2 separate regions of the Oryctolagus cuniculus genome follow, and region 2 is linked to region 1. The links are chromatin contacts, called in public Micro-C maps. All regions are on one chromosome and are shown on one strand. The core of a region is the stretch at or near the end of the contact, and the rest is flanking DNA. Distances in the headings are between cores, read along the strand shown. Region 1 holds the start of CHEK2 (checkpoint kinase 2). Region 2 has its middle 41 kb from the start of XBP1.

Region 1 (4,561 bases), core at 1,358-3,857:
ATCCATTTCTGATCCAGGTCCCTGCTAATGTGCCTGGACAAAGCAGTGGAGGATGGCCCAAATGTTTGGGTCCCTGCGCCCATGTGGGAGACCCGGAAGAAGATCCTCGCTCTTGGATTTGGCCGGCAAAGCCCTGGCCGTTATAACCATTTAGGGAGTGAATCTGCAGAGGGAAGCTATCTCTGTCTCTTCCTCTCTCTATAACTTTGTCTGTGAAATAAATAAATAAATACATCCTTAAAAAGAGAGAGAGAAAAAAGGAATATTAACTAAATGTTAAAAAAAATAATTGGGGTCAGATCAGGTGGCTGGTGCCGCGGCTCACTAGGCTAATCCTCCGCCTGTGGCGCCGGCACACTGGGTTCTTGTACCGGTCGGGGCGCCGGATTCTGTCCCGGTTGCCCCTCTTCCAGGCCAGCTCTCTGCTGTGGCCCGGGAGTGCAGTGGAGGATGGCCCAAGTGCTTGGGCCCTGCACCCCATGGGAGACCAGGAGAAGCACCTGGCTCCTGCCTTCGGATCAGTGCGGTGCGCCGGCCGCAGCGGCCATTGGAGGGGGGGTCAGATCAGGTATCTTTATTTTCCACTGATGGGTTCTAAGTTGGTTGGGAAGTCAGAAAAAAAGTTCTGAGTGACAGCTCCAGGGGCTTAGCTGGCTGGGTCAAGCTGCCACAGAGTGGAACTGTTTGTTCAGCTCTATCCCTGTAAACTGAATAACCACAGGTCACTGCCACCCATCCTGTGTGCACACTTGTTTGGGGATCACTGGAGATGTCCAATGAGCTACCTGAGACCTCTGGCTGAAGAAATCTGGGTGGACAAGTCGCTGCAGCTCCTGGTACCTGCGCTGGAGCTTCGTGGTATCAACTCTGAAGGAACGGTTGCTGGAAGGAAATTGGAGATGAAATCCACACAACACAAAATGATAGATTTCTCTCCTGTTGGCCTGGTTCCTGCTCTTGGGGGAAAATGCAAGAAGCGCAGAGATGGAGATCACTTTAAAAATAGCTAAGTGCTCAGCCGGCGCCGAGGCTCACTAGGCTAATCCTCCACCTTGCGGCGCCGGCACACCGGGTTCTAGTCCCGGTTGGGGCGCCGGATTCTGTCCGGGTTGCCCCTCTTCCAGGCCAGCTCTCTGCTGTGGCCCGGGAGTGCAGTGGAGGATGGCCCAAGTGCTTGGGCCCTGCACCCCATAGGAGACCAGGAGAAGCACCTGGCTCCCGGCTTTGGATCAGTGCGCTGCGCCGGCCGTGGCGGCCATTGGAGGGTGAACCAACGGCAAAGGAAGACCTTTCTCTCTGTCTCTCTCTCTCACTGTCCACTCTGCCTGTCAAAAAAAAAAAAAAAAAAAAAAAAAAAGCTAAGTGCTAAAAGGGAAAAGAACAGGGGGTCAGCAAGGGTGGTAGACGCCAGGGCCCTCTGAGCTGAGCCTCAACCTGAACACGATGATGATGATGAGGATGATGATGAGTAATCCGAGATCAGGGGAGCGACACCCAAGCGCAAAGACCCGGGCGGGCAAGTATAGTCGCAGGCCGAGGAACTTCGAGGGCAGTGCTGCTACGGCCCATCCTAAGCACTCAGTGACCGGTGGCGGTAGATCCCAGAGGAGGGTGACCAGGCATCCCCAAACCCCACCCTGTTCTTCTAAAGCCCGGGGACCTTCGTCCCTGGCTCCTTTTTAATCCAAATCCCTTCGGCTTTCTACTCCCAGAGCCGGCCCTATTTCCTCACCAGCTCAGCTGTGCCCACATCTCCCCACCCCCAGGGCGGAAAACCCTCTTCTTCCAAGATCCACGTTCCCCCTAGGCCTTGCCCACGATGTGAAGTTCTCCGCCCACTCCTCACCTACACGTCCCACCCCAGCTTCCCCTCAGGTCTCCCCGCCCCCAAGATCCGCCCCTCGCCCGCTTCCCTCTCCCGCAGGGGCCGCCCCAGGGTCTCCCCCCACCCCGTCGCCTCCCCGTCCCCGCCCATCCAGCCCCCTGCCCACTCCGGCTCCACCCCTCAACGCCCCTTCCTCTCTCTCAGGACACCCCACAAACCCCACTTTCCGGGCTCCGCCCACCGGTCTTCCCGGTCCCGTCCTGTCCTTCCCACGCCTGGCCCGCCCTCCACGCTCGCAGGCCAGCCCCTGGCGCCTCTCTCCGCCATGCATTTCCCAAAACCGCCTCCCGTACCAATCCATGAGGCTGAAGTAGTCTCGAGCTCGGTCAGGTGGCTGCAGCGCGCGGCACTGCGGGCAGAAGAACCCGTCCCCCAGCCCAGGGGCCCCCGGTACACCGCAGTTCCAACATCCGGGCGAATTACTTCTCGCCTGCGACGCAGCATTGCAGCTTAACAGTCTCCTTCCGGGAACCCCTGCCGGCCACAACTCCCACACCCGGAGCAAGGCCCGGGACCTCCCGCTCCACATCTGGCCCGCGGCCGGTCTCCCCACCGGTGGGGAATAAGCGGAGAACACTGTCGACGAGCCTGAAGCTGCCGATTGGCTGAGGAGCTGCGGGGGCGGGATCACTGCAGTGAGCCCCAGAGACTGTGTTCCGCTCTGCCTCTTAAACTACAACTCCCGGCAAGCATTGAGCCTACGCGTGGCGGTCACATCCGCCGCTCCTCATTGGTCTGGCGGCGGCGGAGAGCGTTTTGATTGGCTGAGGGCGGAGTTTGTATCTTCAGGTTTAGCGCCACTCTGCTGGCTGCGCCTGTGGAGAGTGTGCGGCTGCAAGTGGGCTCACGCGGTGAGTCATAGTGGGGGAGCTCTTCTTGGGTGTTTGGGGGATCGAATCTCGTTCTCCAGGGTCTTTGGCGAGCAGAGTCTCTCAAGCTTCCGCTTCGTCTGGACTTCTGAGCCGGCGGCGGACTGCGTGGGCGGCTTTCTTCCTTAGATAATGTTTAACTTCACTTCCCTCCTCGTTATTTATACATTTAAATAGGCCAGGACCGCAGGGAACAGAGTTGTGCTCGTCACTGTCACAGCAGCGCTGCTTTGTAAAGAGGTCCGTGACCGATAGCAATTATGAACAGTTCTTTAGAGGCGATCTCTAAGCTATTGATGGCGAACCCAGGCTTGGCTGCTGGGCACCGCAGGACCTGGACACACACTGACCGGGCTGGAGCAAGTCCCTGCGAATGGCCACACGGACATACTGGGGTGCCGTGACCACGCGTTTGTGTGGCCCTTGTAAGCCTCTCAGATTGTCTGGGACTGGACTTCTGCTCACAGCCCTGGAGCTTTCCTGCTGCCACTTTGTCCCCTCACTCACTCCTCTGCTCCCAGTTAGCAACCATTACCCTAGGAGGAGCATTACACGCACTGGCGCGTTGAGAGCTCTGGTCTGGGTGCTTTTTTTCCAGATGAGGAAGTGGGTCCAGAGAGGCCGAGGCATAAGATCGTGCAGAAGTTCGACTCCAGTGCCTGAGCTCAGGCCTGCTGGCCTCTAGCCTCTTAAAGCTACCTCTTGGCACACTCTCCCCGCTCGTTGGGGTGGGGGAGTCGGGGACCCAGCCTGGCTGACCGTTTTAGATCAGCAGGTCAGGTGTGTTTTAAGGATCACACAATAGGACTTTGGTAATTTTTTTTTTTTTTTAATTTGACAGAGTTAGTGAGAGAGACAGAGAGAAAGGTCTTCCTTCCGTTGGTTCACCCCCTAAATGGTGCCTATGGCCAGAGCTATGCTGATCCAAAGCCAGGAGCCAGGTGCTTCCTCCTGGTCTCCCATGCGGGTGCAGGGCCCAAGCACTTGGGCCATCCTCCACTGCCCTCCCGGGCCACAGCAGAGAGCTAGACTGGAAGAGGAGCAACTAGGACTAGAACCCGACGCCCATATGGGATGCTGGTGCCGCAGGCAGAGGATTTACCAAGTGAGCCACGGCGCCAGCCCCTGGACTTTGGTAATCTTGAAAGCTGTGCAAATACAGTCAGTGAGAGTGATGTTGTTTGCTAACCTGTAGTAAGTAGTGGGCCTCATGCTTGGGAAAGAGACTGTGCCTTAAAATCTACTTAGGTCAGCGTTGAAAGTAACTGACTAACTGCCCCTCAAGTTAATTCTAAGGCAAGGGCGGGAGCCTTTTAAGTGGAAGGCTCTTTAGGATGCTGTAAGTTACTTAGCATCACAAAGGGCTACGCTGAGTTGTCTGGCCTCCTTAAGCAGCCTGGCATTTAGATAGCTCTCAGGGACGTGGATCCCTGCCCTCCAGGAGCAAGCCTGGGGGAGAAAGGTTTTGGTGAAAGGGCCCCTTCCAAGTGGTGAAGTTTGTTTTGCCTGTCTTTTATCCCAAGCCACCTGACCATGCCTCATCTTTCCCTTTCAAAAATGTATGTGAGGGGCCAGTGTTATGGTGTGGTGGGATAAGTTGCTGCCTGTGACACTGGCATCTCAGAGAGAAACACAGGTTCAAGTCCTGGCTGCACTGTTTCTCATCCAGCTCCCCGCTAATGTGCCTGGGATGGCTCAACTAAGTTGAGCCTCTGCCACTCTTTTGGATAATCGGGATGAAGTTCCAGGTTCCTGGCTTTGGCCTGGCCCAATCCCTTGAAAGTTAGGAATGAAACTTAAAACGGAC
Region 2 (4,467 bases), core at 863-3,362, 100 kb before region 1:
CCAGGAGCCAGGAGTGTCTTCCTGGTCTCCCATACAGGTGCAGGGGCCCAAGGACTTGGGCCATCTTCTACTGCTTTCCCAGGCCACAGCAGAGAGCTGGATGGAAAGAGGAGCAACTAGGACTAGAACTAGTGCCCATATGGGATGCCGGCGCTGCAGGCGGAGGATTAACCTACTGCACCTTGGTGCCGGCCCCAAGTTCACTTTTTTTAAAAAGTACTTTGATCAGTGATCGCAACAAACATGTATAGAGTGCTGTGAGGAAGTTGTCTGCACTTTCACTGGCCAGAAGACCTCACCCTCATTTCTGGAAGGTGAATCAGTCTGAAAGGGGAGTCCATGAGAAGCAGAGAGCTTTAGCTGACAGCTCAGGTGAATGAGAGCAGGCACAAAGGCACAAGGAACCTCCAGAGAAATCCGCCCAAAGAGCGCTCTGTGGCTTCCTTTTACTGTAACCGAGAATTTCTTCTTCTTTTTTTTTAAATTAATTAATTTATTTGAAAGTCAGAGTTACGCAGAGAGAGAGGAGAGGCAGAGAAGTCTTCCATCTGGTGGTTCATTCCCAATTGGCCGCAACTGCTGGAGCTATGCCGATCCAAAGCCAAGAGCCAAGAGCTTCTTCCAGGTCTCCCACATGGGTGCAGGGATTCAAGGCCTCGGGCCACCTTCTATTGCTTTCCCAGGCCACAGCAGAGAGCTGGATCGGAAGTGGAGCAGCCGGGTCTTGAACCGGCGCCCATATGGGATGCTGGCGCTTCAGGCCAGGGTGTTAACCTGCTGTGCCACAGCGCTGGCTTCCTAGAGAATTTCAATTCAATTGAAAAATATGAGAGGTGGGGCAGGTGTTTAGTTTAGCAATTAGGATGCCAGTTGAAATGTGTGCATCCTATGTTAGAGTACCTGGATCGGATTCCTCACTCTGGCTCCTCGCCCCAGCTTCCGGTTGTGTAGACCCTGGGAGGCCGCAGGTGATGGCTCACGTGACTGGGTTCTTGCCGCCCTTGTGGGAGATCTGGATTGAGTGCCCAACTTTAAAGAAATGTTTATTTTCATTCTATTTGAAAAACAGACACACATACACACGCGCGCACAGAGGAGAGAGAGACTGAAACTGAGGCAGAGACAGAGACTTATCCATTCCCCACAAAAGCCAGCAAAAGCCACCACTGGGCCAGGCTGAAGCCAGGAGCCAGGAACTCAATCCAGACCCCTCACGTCATGACCAGGGCAGGGAACCAGATACTTGAGTTATCACCTACTGCATCCCAGAGTGCATATTAGCAGGGAGCTGGAATTGGAAGTGAAGCAAGACTTGAACCCAGACAGCCTGATATGGGGTGCAGGCATTCCGAGTGGTGTCTTAGCTGCTGCCCCAAGCACCTGCCCTCCTACTGATTTCCTGAGGTCTCTCCTTGGCAGCCCCCACTCTGACCACGCCATCACCTCCGTCTCCTCTGTGGCTGCCCACCTGTGACCGTCCCCCTCCCCCTCCTGCAGATGGCTCAGGCAGTCCCGACAGAGGGAGCTCCTTCTTGGAGGTCGTCCTCGTCCGTTTCATGAGGCTGTAACAAAGCGCAAGGCTGAATCCTTTATAAAGGAAAGGGCCTTACTGAGCTCACAGTGTTGGGGATGAAAGTCCAGAATTTGACAACCCCATTGGTTGGCCTCTGGCGAGGGTTCCTTTGGCTACGTCCCGACAGAGTAGAGGAGCAAACACAGAAGCCGCTTGGTGTAGAAGGGGCCAGGCACGTGGGAGCGACCTCACCTTGCAACAATCCATTCTCAGGAGAACTAACAGGAGTCCCGTGAGAGCTGCTCTGGTCTCGACCCTCAGAGGTCCCTCCCCCACTAGGCATCACCGCCCAGCATGCACCGAGCTGGCAGCTCGTGGATCTTTGGGGGATAAACTCCATCCAACCCACAGCAGATTCCTCAGAGCCGGAGGTAGGGATCCCGGATCTCCCGGTTTACTGAGGGAAACCCCCAGGGAGGAACCTTGAGGAAGTGAGGAAGCGGGATGGGGGAAAGGCAAGCAAATAAGGGTTTTTCGGGACAGGTCCTACCGCAGTCGGCTCCCACAGCGAGCGCTATAAACATTGCAGAGTCTGTCCCGCCTTGAGAACTGGGAGCCGGTCCCCACCCCATTAGTCAGCCACTGGCTGCGGGCCACCCTGACTGTTTGTGTAACCTCGCAGGCATCTCCTGGCCAAGCCGCTCCCCTAAGCAGAGACTCCTCCAAAGAAGGAGGTAGCCGTGAGCTTTCAGCGGCCAACTCCCAGAGCTTCTGGGGGAGCGGAGGCACTGTGAGAAGGAGGGCTGGGAAAGGCACCAACAGTGTTCACCCCAGAGAGACAATGGCATCACCGTGCAGACGACAGTGTCCACCCCGGAAACAGCAGCCAGCACGCTTCATGGAAAATCTGGATGCTATTCTGGGATGGGGAACAAGAGTTCTCTTCATCATTATCCTGGGGACGCTAGGCCATGCAATGAGGCAATAATAAAGGCATTGGGTTTGGACAAAAAGAAATACTGCCATTATATAATGAGGAAGTGATTGTGCATACAGACAGTCCACATGAACCTAAAAAATAAACTATTAAATAAATTAATTTAGAAACTTTGCTGGATACCAGGGTACTTCAAAAAGTTCATAGCAAATAGAATGAACAGGTTAAGTTTATCTTGGTGTATTTTTTAAAATACATGCATGATTTTTCATAACATTCATTTTCCATGAACTTATTAAAGTACCTTCAATAGGGTCAATATAAAAAACGTACTTTAGGGACTCGCGCTGTGGTGCAGTAGGTTAATCCTCTGCCTGCAGTGCCGGCATCCCATATGGGTGCCAGTTCTAGTTCCAGCTGCTCCTCTTCTGATCCAGCTCTCTGCTATGGCCCAGGAAAGCAGTAGAAGATGGGCCAGGTGTTTGGACCCCTGCACCTGCATGGGAGACCTGGGAAAAGCAGTCCTGGCTTCGGATCGTCCCAGCTCTGGCCATTGTGGCCATCTGGGGAGTGAACCAGCAGACAGAAGTTCTTTCCCTCTGTTTCTGTCTCTCTCTATCTGTAGCTCTACTTCTCAAATAGATAAATAAAATCTTTTTTTTTAAATGTACTTTTACATACAAGCACCAATTATAAAATAAATCATAAAACATTACCCTGTATAGAGCATTAAAATAAAAATATCTAGGGGTGAGCATTTGGCCTGGTGGTTAATATGCTGGTACTCCCATTTCGGAGTACCTGGGCTTGATTCCGAGTTCCGGTTCCTGACTCCAGCTTCCTGCTAATGCAGACCCTGGGAGGCAGTGGTGATTCCTTCCTAGGCTCCTGACCATGTGGAGGTCCTAGGTTGAGTTCCTGGCTCCTAGCTTTGGCCCAGCCCAGACTCAGGCTTTGCAGGCATTTGGAGATTGAACCAGTACTTGGGAGTGTTCTCTCTCTCTCAAATAAGTAAGTAAATACATATTTCAGTGAAAATACTCGGAAGTCAATCTAGAAGCAATGTGCATAATCTCTGCACAGCAAATGCCCTAAACTATCAAACAAAAACAGCACTGAGAAGACCCAAAGGTTTTCTGAGATGTTTTTCAGGCTCATTATAGTGAACATTTTACTTTAGCCTATGTGGGTGAGTTCCTGTCCCTGGCCTGGACTACACCATATTTCTAGAAGCTTCCACATCAGGATCACTGGCCAACGCATGGCATGTACACGTTTCCTCATTTTCATAACAATCCTGTCCAGTGTAATCAACTCCACTATGAGGAAGAAAGCAAGGGTCAGGGAGTGTACATGGCGTGCCCGTGAGGAATCCCTGTTGAGTGGCTGTACACTCAATCTTCAGATTTATAGTGAGATGATCTTTAAAGTCCAGAGGCTGTGAGTTTCAACTATTTCAAAAAAAGCCAAAAGTTATTCCTCGTGGGGGAAATCCTGGGTGCCAGGTGAACCATTTTTGGGCAACTGTTGTATAGAATCTTCTGTATGTGCAGTGAGGACAACTGGCCACTAGATGGCCCTGCAGCTCTTTGAGGCGCCATCACTAACTTTGGCCTCTTGGTTCCCAGGGGCCTAACAGGAGAAAAATGAGAGAGAGAGAGAGAGAGAGAGAGAGAGAGAGAGAGAGAGAGAGAGAGAAGCACATGTGAAATATTTCTCAAAAAGCTTAACGTCACATATTTACATTTATAGCCCACCATATAATCTGAGGTCATATTCTTTTGAGTGGTAATAGATGACTGCTCCTTAGCAAACGTTCTTTTTTCCTTAAAACACTTCACACGAACCAATGCAGTACTCACACCCCCAGTTAAATATGTCCAGCTGCTCAGACAATGGTGATATCTTCAGCTTGATATGGTTAAGACAGTGACCTTGGTACAGCATAAATACGCGTGCTGTCTCAGGACAATACCTTATAGAGACAGAGACAGCTTGGTTCTTCTCCAATGTCTGC

What was found. Hi-C and Micro-C count contacts between places; a contact is called where the count stands out from the background.
Region 2: a contact with region 1 is called in a Micro-C map of ear pinna, with 4 times the contacts expected there. The contact joins the enhancer-like site here to the promoter of CHEK2 in region 1. A contact is called at or near these places in 2 of 6 Hi-C or Micro-C datasets (ear pinna and an unstated tissue).

Annotation. Positions count from the first base shown.
Region 1 is chr21:22,177,333-22,181,893 of mOryCun1.1, reverse strand. It overlaps CHEK2 (checkpoint kinase 2), which reads left to right and starts at 2,607. Exons shown (of 16, transcript XR_007911928.2): 1 at 2,607-2,736. HSCB (HscB mitochondrial iron-sulfur cluster cochaperone) reads right to left here and starts at 2,414. Exons shown (of 7, transcript XR_519822.4): 1 at 2,179-2,414; 2 at 786-882.
Region 2 is chr21:22,279,761-22,284,227 of mOryCun1.1, reverse strand. No RefSeq gene overlaps it. Among named protein-coding and RNA genes, the nearest start is that of XBP1, 41 kb to the right of the region's middle. Within about 2 kb of position 2,112, at least 4 of the 8 cell types and tissues checked have an H3K27ac peak or open chromatin away from gene starts, as enhancers often do. A contact at or near this core is called in ear pinna, where this site is marked.